Regions from separate parts of the Mus musculus genome. Here regions 2 and 3 are each linked to region 1. A link is a contact called in public Hi-C and HiChIP or PLAC-seq data. All regions are on one chromosome and are shown on one strand. Each heading gives the region's core, a stretch centred on a gene start, on an enhancer-like site or on the middle of the called end of the contact. The rest is flanking DNA. Distances are from core to core; before and after follow the strand shown. Region 1 has its middle 7.2 kb from the start of Gm34322. Region 2 has its middle 8.1 kb from the start of Gm34828. Region 3 overlaps Gm34974 (a long non-coding RNA gene).

Region 1 (4,562 bases), core at 850-3,349:
TCTATACTTCTTCTCTTGGGAGTTGGAAGCAGGAGGATCATACATTTAAAGCCAGCCTGGGTTACTTAGCAAGAAGACAACAAGGGCTGCTTGAGACCCTGTTTCTAAATAAATAAATAAATAAAAACATAGAAAAAAGTATTCTGAAACAAGCAAGGGAAGAAGGGCCCTCCTCCCTTTACCTACTATGTCACATGATGCATCATGCATGAGTCCATGGAGCTCAGCAAAGGCCCTTAGGGACCAGTCTATCTGCTGGGCCAGTGCACAGGAGTCCTGTTGCCGCCAGACTCAGAGCTGCAGGTCCCAAGTCCTTGGTGGCCTGGGTCACTGTCACCCTACATTAAGAGAAGCAGTTCTGTTATTCACCCATCTCAGATTCATGGCACAGACCTCACCTCTGACCTTTGCCTCCCTTTGTCCTCCCAGTCCCGCCTGGTAGCCATGACCTGAGTCTCCTCATATCTGGGACAATTGCCATATTCCTCTCTCTCCATCACACAGTCTGGGCTTAGCGCCCCTGCATCACCTCACAGGCCCCTCGACTATTATCATTGACTTATTCTGGGTCCCATGGTGAATGACTTGATCTTGGCTCCACCTCTCTGAAGCTAAGTATGGCCTAACTTCCCACACCGCTCAGCCTCCATGTAAACAAGAGGGGGTGATGGGGAGGGTCTGAGCTACGACTCTGTCCCAGATGACTGTCTTAATTGATTTGTCCTTTGTGTATCTGTGCCTCAGTTTCCCTCCTAGAACATGGAGGGGAAACCAGATCTCAGAAAGCCAACCTGTGCCACCATAGACAAAAACCCCAGAACAGCCTTAGTTCTGCTCTACCACAACCCCATTCTGCATGCTGGATGTCAGATCAGCTGTGTGGAGGGGCCCAGGCCCCCATTTGCCTTACACCCATGGGCACCCCGCTCAAGTCCTAGCCCAGCCCCAAGGCGGCTCATCTCAGCACTCTAGGCCACCGTGAGCACAGCGGCTGCTCTTGCCCCTCAGGCGGCCAGGCTGAGCAGATGGCAGGGGAGGCAGCGGGCTGTCAGCTGCTGTTATCTCTTGCTGATGACACGGAGTGTAAATTTTGTTGGCAACACTCCCTCCTGCCTCTGCATGCCACCAGCTTTAATCACTGTAATTGAGTTATAATGAATGATTGTGCATTCACATTGTCTGAGCCAGGCACAGCCGGAACAAGCCAGTGAGCTGGGCGGTCCAGGCAGGGATCTGCACTACTCACAGAGGGGGCATTGCCTCCCTCCGGGCCTCAGACTTGAGTCCCGGGCTTTGCCCGCCTTCAGTTTTCTTCCCCAGTATGGAGGTGGCTATCCCCACAGTGTGTGCATACCTTGTGCTTTACTGTATTATCAATTTGAAATGACAATGAATTCAGACTGTGGAGAATTGGGGAGATATAGATAAACAAGAAGAAAAAGAGTGACAATGATAGAGGCCACTGTGTCCCAGACACAGGGTTATAGTCAAACTGCTGTCCTCTTCATTTTGGTATTCTTTCAGAGTTCATGGCTTTAAAAAAAAAAAAAATTCATTTAAAAAAAAATAGAATCTCTAGCCCAGGCTATTCTTGAACTCACTATGTAGCCAAGGATGACTCTAACATCTCTGTTCCTCTACCTTCCAAGTGCCAAGATCATAGGCATGTACCATTACCTTGGATTTATGCCATGCTGGGGGTGCAGGGGGATGCTAGGCACATACTCTCTGAGCTACAGAGTCAGCCTTTAGATGTCTGTTCTGCTTTGCTTTGCTTTGCTTTGCTTTGCTTTGCTTTGCTTTGCTTTGCTTTGCTTTGCTTTGCTTTGCTTTGCTTTGCTTTGCTTTGCTTTGTTTTGTTTTTGAGACAGGGTTTCTCCGTGCAGCCCTGGCTATCCTGGAACTCGCTCTGTAGACCAGGGGAATCTGCCTGCCTTTGCCTCTCAAGTACTGGGACTAAAGACATGCTCAGACTGCCCAGCTTTTCAGACTTTAAAAAACATGAGAGGAGTTACAGTTGCTGCTCTCCCCCATACTGCTGTAGTGAAGTCTGAGTGAGTCCTCATCACAAGACCTATTGCACCAACTCTGCTGTGGGAGGGGCACTCTCCAGAGCTGTCAGCCTAGGCTCAGAGGCTGTGTGTCCCGCCCCCTCCTACTTCACACAGCTGGAAGGCTGGCTGCCCAGCTGCAACCTCTTGCTGAGCCTGCTTAGGGTAGGGCACTCAGCATGCAAATGACAAATGACTCTGCTCTGAAACATTAGGCATTTCTCCCTCCGCACTTTCTCCAGACCCCCTCTACACAGAGAAGCAAGAGCTTAAGGTTTATCTCTTCCAGGAAACCAGGGGTAATGAGCATCCCCGAGTTCTGCTGCCGCTGGCTGAGTTGGAGCGCAGCTGTGATGGTTAATCTCAGTTGACAACTTGACAGAATCTAGAATCACCTGGGATGGGCCTCTGGGCATGACTAAGGGGAATTCTGTTGATTAGGCTAATTGAGATGGAAAACCCTGCCCACTGTGGGTGGTACCATTCCCATGAGCTAGGATCCCGGACTCTATAAAAAGGAGAAAGTGAGCTGAGCCCCAGCCTCCATTGCTTCCTGACTGCAGGTACAGTGTGACTAGCATCCATTGCTCTCTGCTTCCTGACTGTAGATACAGTGTGACCAGCTGCCACTCCGGCTTCTTCATGTCTCTTTTGTCATCGTGAACTATAACCTGAAACTGTAAGCTGAAATAAAGCCCTTTTCCTTTACATTGCTTTTTTCAGAGTTTCTATTTTTTAATCAAAGTCACAGGAAAAGAAACTAAGACAGGGAGGGCCCTACATAATTTGCTGTTCCATCTGTCGGGGAGGGTGAGAGGATCTTTTTAAGGTGTCCTTTCAGCTCTGACACTATACCAATAGCTGATGCCACTTCATTACATCCAGAGACTCAGTGATGACAAGGGACAGAGCAGTCACCAGAGACTGGTAGGGATTACCCCCAGGGGACAATGGAGGAAAGAAAGGATATGAATCTCTGTGCCAGGCCATGGTCCTGTGGGGCAGATCCTGGTCACCCTAATATGAGAAGCAGTGGGCTGGAGGCCAGCAGACAGGATCACATGCAAGCTCCACATGGCTCCTTTCCATATTTGCCCAGAGCCTGGGAGCTCTGCTCTACAGTGATGAGCTCAGAAGTCAGAGGTCACCTGATGCGTTTTCCACTCTTCCCTGTAGCAGGGTTTACCCTTCTCTCCCTGGCCCACCCCACTTTCTCTGTTTTTTCTGTTTTTGTTTAGTTTTGTTTTTGAGACGGTCTCCTGCAATCCATGCAGGCCTTGAATTCACTCTGTGAGTGCTGACCATTAGCTCCTGATCCACAAGTGCCACACAGCTACATCCTAGCACAGCTTTTACTTTCTATCAAGTGATGAGAATTTTATATAAAAATGTAGTATTTACATTTTATAGGGATATTTACAAATAAATAAGATTTACAATACTTAAATAATACTTCTTCATAGAGATGTACCCACTGAGCCCTATAGTGTAGGCACTGTGTATGGGCTATGCCCCCCTTTTTTTCCTGCTTTTCTTCTGCACCCACAGACTAGACTAGTTCATACTAGATGTTCAGCTTCATGAAACCTGTGCTTTGAAAGCTAGGTACCAGCAGAGGTGCTGGCCAGTTCCAAGCCCCTGGCCCCTTCATCCCTCATCATTTTCACCAAGTGGAGCTTGTGAGTCTGGTTGCCTGCTGCAAGCCGCCCTCTCAGCAAGCCATGATGCTTGTTCTTGGAGTACCTCTCGGGAAGGCATGTCAAGTGCCCTTTGGAGACCGGCTTCTCAGCAAACAATGATTACTTTGGCGAAGTGTTCTTTGTGAGCGCGTAACCCAGGTTTTAGGGTTTTCTGGGCCTTGAACCTTCTCTTTTGATGAAGCACCCATGTCTAGGATGAAAAGCTCCTTTTGTTGTTGTCTGGGGAAGCTGAAGCAGTTACCAGCCTTCATGTTCTGTGGGCACAAGGGGTACCAACTAGGCGTACATGTCCTGTGTTTCCCAGTCCTTCTTTCCTCAAATCCAGAACCAGAAAATTCCCACAAGTAAATAAAGATACAGTGACACACATCCTGTGTGCTGGGCTAGGCACTGGGACACCTAGTTCATGTTTGTTCCCAAACAGCCACATTTCCAGTTTCTCGATTTCATCTGACAGCTGATGCTTCTTTGTGCATTGCTCTTGTGAATACATACACATGGGTGCATGCAGGCATGCAAGCATGCGCATGAGCATTCACAACCCTGATCATCGTGGTTCGATGCCCTTCTCTACTCTGCTGTCTGATGCTGGACTTTCTACCTGAGCTCCACTGGTAGGGCCTGTGAGTAGAAGGGAGAGCGCCTTCTCCTCTCAGGAGATACCATACGGATCCCCAGAGTATCCTGGAGCTGAGCCCTCCATCCCTCTCACAAATGTGTGACACAATGGCTGTCCCAGAATGACTGGACTGCTCCGAAGACACCTCTAACATTGCCCCCACAGACCTCTGAGGCCAGACTGCTTCAACAG
Region 2 (4,118 bases), core at 729-3,228, 400 kb after region 1:
CCCACCTAGCCTTCTGCTTCATCTCTACCCTGGTGCCTTCACTCTAGAAACCCCAAACATATCCAGCCGCAGACAGGCCACTCTCCCCATACCTGCCCAGTTATATGCTCTCTCACAACCTGACCCTTCTCGGACAGGCCTCTCACCTGGGGGGTCTCAGCCCTAACTCAAAGAGGCCAGGTTTCAACCTCTGGCCTCCAACTCCTGCCCCACTCCTAGGCAGGGCCAGGCCCTTTCCACTGGCTCCATTAGAGCCAGTTCAGGCCACTTACTCACAAGTTTTATGCCCACTAATTCCCAGCCCCACGGGGACCATTTTCAGTTCATCTCCATATGTCTCATCCCCGGTGGCTTTGCATCCTGCTGGGCCTATGTAAATAACCAGATGCAGGGTGGGCCTAGTGGTATAACAAGACACTCCACAAGGACTGAAGATGCCTCCAGTGATGAAGAGGAGGAAAACACTAGCACCCTACCTCAGGAGCTCTAAGGAGGTAACAGGCATCTGAGAGCCATCCAGGGTGCTCACGAAGCCCAGTGGTGAGGGATTAGCTCTGTGGACACTGCTGAACTCTAAGACTCTAGGATGGAATCCTGGGAGTGCTGGAGACATCCAAAAAGTGGTCTCTCTCCCTACTACATCCCCAAGCATCCAGAGCTTGAGCCAAGGTAAATAGACTGAAGGACTGAGGAAGACTTGCATCTCTAGCCAGTCCCACCCAGGAGTAGCCTTATGAAGAGGTTGGAGCCTCAGGAGTTGGCCATCCTAGAGGAGGGACAACAAAGTCATTCCAAAAAGAAGTACCCCACAGCTGAGTGCCAAGGAACAGTTCCATGTCCCGCCCCAATCCATCCCTAGGTGACTGCCCACAGATCATGCCTGACATTCTGGAGGACAGATCATCTGCCCATGTGGGAGGGGTCACAGCCGGGAAGTAAAGGACAGTGACCTACAGAAGACAGATAGGGAGTGTGGGAAATTTGGTGTCACTAACAACCTCTCTTCCTAGAGAGCCAAGCAGGGCTAGAGGTGACAGATTTCACCTGACCTTGGTCTTGTGTGATCTGGAGATGTGTCAATCATGACCACGTGCCAACACCAAAGGAGATCAAACAGGAGCAGAGGCTGGAACAACTCCTGGCAGAACAGCACAGCCAGCTAACAACTCTCAGAGTCTGTTTCCTTCCCATCCCTTCCCCAAGACCAAAGTGCCTCCCTGAGCCTGATCCTCAACACATGGACCTCAAGGTACAAGGACCAGATGAGAACCCCAGATCACCTGAGCCCCTTTTTACAGAGACGGAAACCGAAGCTCTGGAAAGGAAAGGCTCAGCAGAGCATACATGCAGCTGCTGGAACGGAACACCAGTTCAAAGCAGAGCAAGGATGAAGCTCTCCATCCCACATGGCACCACCCCTGCATCACCCCACCCCCAGGCGCATCTGTCCGTGAAAACTGTTACTGTCAGTCGCCGCCCTCCCCAACCTCCATCCTTCCCTTCTTCCTGAAACCAGAACATTGTGCAGAGTAGAGAGGTGGGAGTAGGGCAGCCAGTGGGCAGAAGTGTGATGGTGAAACTCAAGGTACTGGAGAGAAGAAGTCTGGGGACAGCCTCATCACTTTGGGCCATGCAGCCTGGCTGTTGGTACACTGCGCCCCACTGTGCTTTGTCCTGGCTCCTAGCTTGCCCTCCCAGGTTTGACGCACAGCAGTGAAATGCAGAGCTGACCGAGAGAAAAAGCACCTAATCATGTAAGACCCACTCCTGAGAAGCCAAGGCGCGTCACACCCCCAGGTCCTGGTCCCAGGTGCTCTCTGTAGCCCACTGGATGTAGTTGGCCTCATACAGCCATATGAAACTACAGTTAAAAAGGCACAGCAGCAATCCGGAGCTCTCCCTGTTTACGACAGAGTACCACCTCCTACAGCAGCCGCACCACCTTCGCCCACACATGCCTGATGCCACCAAAACAGGCTGTCACAGCAGAGACAGGCCTCTGGTGCCCTCTACTGTTTGACACTCCTGCACCATAGCTGGAGGATGGCACCAAGGCTGGCAGGGGAGACTGGGGAATGGCACCTGCCCCCATTGGGTTGTCCCAGTTTATAACAGCCCCTCCATCCATTTTCCAAGGGGATCCAAAAAAGCATGATACCGCTGCCAGGGGTAGATCAGCAGGGTGTGTCTTGTTGACAGACCACCTAGAGGAATGGCTTGCTAGTGAGCCAGCATGGTAGTGCACATCTGTAATCCCACACCCAGAGAGGCTGAGGCAGGAGGATCCCAAGTTCCAGCCAATCTGGGATGCCTAGGGAGACCCTGATCAGAAAAGAGCTGCTAGTAAGACAGGCTCCTCTCCATCATGGACTGTCTCTCTGCAGAGGCTGCTTCCAGTGTCCCCAACTTGTAGTTCAAGGTCATCACTACTCACAAGGACAATAGCCTCCCTAATTCTGCCCTACTTAGGATCCCCAAGAGTCAAAGAACACAGAAGTAAAATAGCTAGAGATGTATGGCTAGGTATGGAGAGCCACATACAAAGACACATGCCTCTCTCTCCTCTCTCTCTCTCTCTCTCTCTCTCTCTCTCTCTCTCTCTGTCTGTGTGTGTGTGTGTGTGTGTGTGTGTGCGTGCGCGCGCGCTCATGAATATACATATAAAGAGAAAGAAGGAGGTCGAAAGGGAGAAGGGGAAACTGTTGTGAACTGTCCCCTGTCCACTGTCTGCAGAGCTGACCAGTGCCTAAAGCTTTTGGGACGAGATGACATAGCCGGGAGTGTCTAACCCACCTGACAGCAAGTACAGGCCAGAATATATGGGAATTTGGCCCAAGACAAAACTTTAAACTTACTTAAAATACTATGAAGTGGTTTCTGTTGCAATTTTTGTAACTTGAGTGCATGATTCTCAATCACGAACTCTGTAGATGATGTCATTCTGCCTGCTGCCACTCAAAATAACCATAGGCCTGGTCTAGCAATGCCTGGGCCATGGGTAGGATGTCCCTGGAATAAAGTGCAGCTCAAGACAACTCTTCATCAACCAATATGCCCCCAGAGAAGCCAAAGAGAGGGGCTCCTCGGCTCTAGATCACAGTCTCTAGTTCAACTTCACAACATCGGCCTGGAATCCACTGGATTTCTAATCACCTAGACAGAAACAGGCAGTGGGCTTGATTGATTTAAATGTTAGTCTCGGACATAAAATATTTTGTGATACCTTGGCTGGTGTCTGACTAAACCACCAGTCACCGTAGCATATGCAAATCAACACATGCCATCAGCCATCGCACTCCTCGTGGGCTTTGTGTGTCCACCAAGCATGTGCCAAAGTATCAACTCTGCGCCAGATCATGGGAAACCTTGTGTGTACAAGGCACGTCTCTATTCTTTCACAGTCTTTGTTAACCTGGGGCTTCCTGGTCCAAAGGGCCAGCCTTAACAGATGAATTGATTGATGACTTATCTTGCTTCTGTGTCACGATGCTTGGCAAAAGCAACTTAAGGGGAAAGGGTTTGTTCCGGCTCACAGTTTCAGTGTGCAGCCCGTTGCAGCAGAGAAGGCATGGGAGTGGGAGCTTGAGGCAGCTGGCCACGTTGCACCCAGGGTAGTCAGGAAGGAGATGTGATGTGCTGCTGTTGTTTATCTCACTTCCTCCTTCTCTTCAGCCTAGGCCTCCAGTCCCTAAAATGTGCACCCAAGTTAGGGAGATTCTTTTCATCTCAGAGAATCTAGTCTGGATCCTCTCAGGTATGCCTAGAAGCTTGTCCCCTAGGCGACTGTAGATTCTGCAAGGTGACAATCAATATAAGCCATCAGGACTGGAGAGATGGCTCAGTGCATGAATCATTCAGATGCCCATGTAAAAGCCAGGAAGGTATGGCAGCTCCACCCTGTAACTCCAGAATTTGTATGGCAGGGCAATCTCAGAGCAAGTCGGGTAGCTCGACAAACCCAATCAAAGAGCTCTGGGTTCGATTGGCAGGCCTTGCCTCAATGAATAAAGTAGAAAACAATCAAGGAAGACACTTCAATCTCCAGCAGCCACACATATGTGCTTGTACATGTACACGTATACACACGTGCCTACACACATGGGAAACCCATATATACA
Region 3 (4,527 bases), core at 1,988-4,487, 440 kb after region 1:
GCAGGCAAGAGGATCAGAAGTTCAGGCTCACCCTTGTCTATATGGTAAATTTGAGGCCATCCTGGGCTACAAGAAACCCTGTCTTGAAAGAGTAGTAAACTCAGTGCTCCAAGGTATGCTAATCATAAAACAGAGAGTGACATTCCTCCACCCACCCACTTCCTGAGTTCAAGGAGTATTTGTTCAAAGAAAGCCACCCTGACCATTACCGGAACCTGCAATGCAAATGTGCTATTGTTAGGGGCTCTTAGAAACTGTCTTGAGAGTTAACAATTACCAGGTATTCCTTGTGACACCTGTGACTTTGTACTTCCTTGTGACTCTTAACTGGTATTTTTGGTATTTTCCAACAACGCCCTTCCCACCTCCTTGAGTTGTGGTTTTTTCCTTTAAATACCCCCTTACTCAGCTACTCGGGGCGCCACGGTCCTCTACCCCTGCGTGGTGTATGACCGTGGGCCCGAGAGCGCTCTTGAATAAAAATCCTCTTGCAATTTGCAGCAAGACCGGTTCTTGTGGGTGATTTTGGGGTGTCGCCTCTCCTGAGTCAGAACGTGGGGGAGTCCTCACGTTGTGGGTCTTTCAGTCTCAGGACAAGAGGGGGACATGAAATGGTGATTGTATATGAAAAAGAAGTAAGAGGGAGAGATTCAATATGTAAACACAGAAACTCAGTTACGTTTACATATATGTAAGTCTGTGGTGGTTTGGATGAGAACACCCCCATATGCTCATGTATTTGAATGCTCTGGTCCACATTTGGCGGAACTATTTGGGAAGGGATAGGAGGTATGTCACTGGGTGGCGGGGGAGGGTGAGGGTTGAGGTTTCAAAACCCCATATCCTTCCCACCTCTCCCTCTCCCTCTCTCCTGCTTGTGGATTAAATGTGAGTCCTCAGCTATTGCTCCAGCCCCATGCTTGCCTGTCTGCTGCCATGCTTCCCGCCCTGATGGTCACGGATTCTAACCCTCTGAAACCATAAACTCCCAAGTAAATCCTTCCTTTAATAAGTTGCCTTAGTCATGGTGTTTCGTCACTATAATAGAAAAGTAAAATAAATTCCTATCCAGATTCCAGTGGGATATTTTTATGAAACTTTAAAAGTTTCTAACTTGTAGGCTGCCTAATTTTGAAATGTAAATTCATGAAATGAACAAGCAAAGGATGCTAATTCATTTTTTTTTTTTTTTGGTCAACTTGACACAAACTAGAGTCCCTGAGAAGAGAGAGCCTCAGTTGATGAAGTGTCTCCATCAGATTGCCCTTAGACAAATCTGTAAGGCATTTTCCTGGTTGATGACTGATGGGGAGACTCAGCCCTTTGTGGGTGGTGCCATCCCTGGACTGTTGACCCTGGGGTCTATAAAGAAGCAGGCTGAGCAAGCCATAGAGAGCAAGCCAGTAAGTAGCAGCCCTCCATGGCTTCTGCATCAGGTCCTGCCTCCAGGTTCCTGTCTTGGCTTCCTTCAATAATGGACTGTAAACCAAATAAACCCTTTCCTTCCCAAGTTTGTTTTGAGTCAGGGTTTTATCACAATAACAACAATAGGTTAGATAGATAGATAGATAGATAGATAGATAGATAGATAGATAGATAGCAAAAAAAGTAATAGTTGCCCTGCTCGATATCAAAGTGTGTTCATAATCATCATCAATTAAAATTGTTAATCCTGGAAGAAGGCACATCAGACAGATGGATTGATGGATCGGACCAAATGTACCAATGATGTACAATGGCCAGATGTACGCCTGCCTATGTGAGACATGGAACAAGTGGTCACATATCTTTTATCTGCAGGTAAGAGTAGCTACAGACAAATAGGTGGAGAGTTGACTTCCAGCTGTCTACATGGGAAAAGCAAAAGCCAGATGCCCTCAAGGGTCATCGAGACCAGGTTAGGCAGGCTACTCTGCTGCCCCACCTCCAGGTCTCTCCTCAGTGCCCCCAGACAAGCTATCTCTGCCTCCCCTGCCCCCACAGCAGCAGGGGTGCTTGACCCCATACAGCCCTCTTTCTTGTACTGCATTTCTGTAACCAGTTTGCCTTCTCCAGGGGACAGTGTATCCCAGAGGAAGAACTGCCTCTCCTGCTGACCTCAGGGCACCAGCCCCACTCTGGGCACACTGGGGGGTGGGGGAAAGGACCAGGACTTGCAGTAAGGGCTTTGAGAAACTTCCCTGCACTCGTGGTTTGCCTGGGCACTGGGCTGAGGGACCAGTATTGATCTTAGAGCAGTATTGAGGTGGGGGGGTAGTAGAGACAGAGAGAGAAAAGCCCAAAAGGCATGGAATTTGCAACTGAGAACACCCTTGATGGGAGGAGTGACCTAATTTCTGTGGGTTGCCCTCTGACCTCCAGGCCCATGCTAATACACACACAAGCCTCCCCATCCCACGAAATAAAAAATTGTCTAGCAGGACAGGAACCCACGGCAACCGAGATGTTTCTCAGAAGAAACCAGTGTAAGGGGTTTGGCAACTGGGAACACAGGAGTGAATGGGGCAAGACATGCTGGCCCCTCCCCCGGGCACCCAGACTATCCAATATGGAAAATACCCCTTCTCCACTACATGAGAATGGGGGCCCTAGCCCTACAGGGATAAAGAGCATCAGTCGACATAGACAAAATTCACCTTGGTCCCATTCCCTCCCGGTGACCTTGGCAACCTCCACTGCTCCCCCAACTCTTCCCCACCCCCCAGGCTTCAATTCCTGGGCTGTAAATTGAGCTCAACCTTTGATTCCCCTCTTGCCTGCCTTTTGAGGAGAGCCCTAGAATTTTCCATGGGGCAGTTGCACAAAAGAGAGCCATTGAGAACTAGAGCTGATGCCTGGTATAGGGACCCTGGACTGTGCTCTGTCCCTGAGAATGGCACAGACTGCAGCTGGGGACCACAGGGACGCCTCTGGAGGCCCCGCCAGTGGCACCGCCTGCCCAAGAGGCTCCGCTCTTGTCAGAATATTAACACCCTGGGTGCATTTGTGTGTCACTCATGATTGCAACCACGGTTCCAAAAGAATTATGCAGCATGCATATTTATGAGACAAGCCCAGACAAAGACTACCGCATTTTAAAAGATGCAATTATCTCTAAAAAGTTCAGCTTTATTTTCATGCTAATGAATACAATATTTTTAAGCAAACCTAATTGGTTTGCCTGGGCTGCTCTAAAGGCCCTCAACTCATTAGAGCTCCGAGGTCCCCTTCAGAGGGGGCTTTAGAGGAACCAGGGGATGCAAAGGGGGCTGAGGCACAGTGCCCCAACCCCCTTCCTGAGCCCTCTGTCTGGGTGACCAGGAGGCCTCCAGGAGGGCCACCCTGGTAGTCTGGGAATGAGGAGATCAGGGAAACTATGGGGCAAAACGAATATCCTCCCTCCTCTGCAGGGTAGAAGCCACACCATCTACCACAGAACTTGAAACTCTGGCTCCCTAGCAGTCACTGGAGTGACATTTAGAAAGGGAATCTTTTCCTAGCCGGCTATCAGCCAAGGGCTTCAGGTCGAAGTGGGTCAAAGGGTGGCGAAGCCCAGGGCCCTTATCCCAACCCCCACCTTGAGTTTTGATGTCCTCTTGCGGGCTGGACCTGGTGCTAGCTAACTCCAGAGACACTGTCTGCTGTGGAAGCCTGTCTCTGCCTGCTCATCACGGCCTGCTGAAGGTCAGGTTGCCTTCACTACTTTACACACGAGGAAAAGGGGCCGATGAAACAACCTGCAGACCCTAGGTGTTCTCCGAGACGAGCCTAAATGACCACCCAGCCTCCTTCTGTGTCTCAGGCAACTTCCTGCAGTTTAAGCTGGGTCCTTTGCTTACATTCCTGCTTATACCCAGACCCCCAAACGCACACAGGGCACAGGGCACAGCTGTGCAGGCTGTACACCGTGCAGGCTGTACCCTATACCCACACTGATGTGGTCTCTGAAGTCCTGCAGCCGCACTATACCCAACTCAGCAGACCTTACTTCTGCTGGCTTCCTGTGGGGCCATTTGAGGATCGTATGCCTGAAAGTTGTCCGGGAAAGATTTATGGGCCCAACCTGCACATTTCTGCTTGAACAACTCCCCTTAACCACATCCTCGGGGCCAAAATCCAGGAGCCCAGAACAGAACGCTGTTCAGGAAATGACAGACAGGCTGCAAAGGCCGGAGGCCGGGAGGCCAGCAAAGCACAAACCCAAGCAAGCATAGGCTGGGAGTTGGGGGCAGGGCAGCCTCTAGCCTGGAGGTGAAGAGAGGGAGAGTCCAACTCTGAGATTTCATGCCTCACCTTTCCCATCTGCAGATGAGGAGCCTGTACCCACTGATCACTCTATGCAGACGTCTTCCATTTCTAGGAAGGCTTTGCACAGAAGAGCAGAGGAAAGAAGCTACACCTCAAAGCCAGAGTCAATCTGTAAAAACAAGCAAACAAAACAAAACAAACAGAAGGGCTGGTGAGATGGCTCAGCGGGTAAGAGCACCCGACTGCTCTTCCGAAGGTCAGGAGTTCAAATCCCAGCAACCACATGGTGGCTCACAACCA

Evidence for each region. Hi-C and Micro-C count contacts between places; a contact is called where the count stands out from the background. HiChIP or PLAC-seq counts read pairs in DNA pulled down with a chosen protein or histone mark.
Region 2: a contact with region 1 is called in a Hi-C map of the N1E-115 cell line, with 6 times the contacts expected there. The contact joins two enhancer-like sites. A contact is called at or near these places in 1 of 15 datasets of contacts at CTCF or cohesin (large pre-B cells), 5 of 484 Hi-C or Micro-C datasets (the N1E-115 cell line, Th1 cells, bone marrow-derived macrophages and 2 more), 4 of 115 datasets of contacts at active chromatin or transcription factors (CD8 T cells, embryonic stem cells, pancreatic cancer cells and 1 more) and 1 of 9 other capture datasets (embryonic stem cells).
Region 3: a contact with region 1 is called in an H3K4me3 HiChIP or PLAC-seq map of embryonic basal ganglia, with 3 times the contacts expected there. The contact joins two enhancer-like sites. A contact is called at or near these places in 3 of 484 Hi-C or Micro-C datasets (bone marrow-derived macrophages, embryonic stem cells and nephron progenitors), 4 of 115 datasets of contacts at active chromatin or transcription factors (embryonic basal ganglia, embryonic stem cells and oligodendrocyte precursor cells) and 1 of 9 other capture datasets (embryonic stem cells).

What each region holds. Positions count from the first base shown.
Region 1 is chr9:61,433,167-61,437,728 of GRCm38.p6, forward strand. No RefSeq gene overlaps it. Among named protein-coding and RNA genes, the nearest start is that of Gm34322, 7.2 kb to the right of the region's middle. Within about 2 kb of position 2,100, at least 131 of the 459 cell types and tissues checked have an H3K27ac peak or open chromatin away from gene starts, as enhancers often do. A contact at or near this core is called in the N1E-115 cell line, bone marrow-derived macrophages and embryonic basal ganglia, where this site is marked.
Region 2 is chr9:61,828,468-61,832,585 of GRCm38.p6, forward strand. No RefSeq gene overlaps it. Among named protein-coding and RNA genes, the nearest start is that of Gm34828, 8.1 kb to the left of the region's middle. Within about 2 kb of position 1,979, at least 19 of the 459 cell types and tissues checked have an H3K27ac peak or open chromatin away from gene starts, as enhancers often do. A contact at or near this core is called in the N1E-115 cell line and bone marrow-derived macrophages, where this site is marked.
Region 3 is chr9:61,869,479-61,874,005 of GRCm38.p6, forward strand. Gm34974 (a long non-coding RNA gene) reads right to left here. Exons shown (of 6, transcript XR_001779199.2): 3 at 4,273-4,396. Among named protein-coding and RNA genes, the nearest start is that of Gm34974, 27 kb to the right of the region's middle. Within about 2 kb of position 3,238, at least 53 of the 459 cell types and tissues checked have an H3K27ac peak or open chromatin away from gene starts, as enhancers often do. A contact at or near this core is called in embryonic basal ganglia, where this site is marked.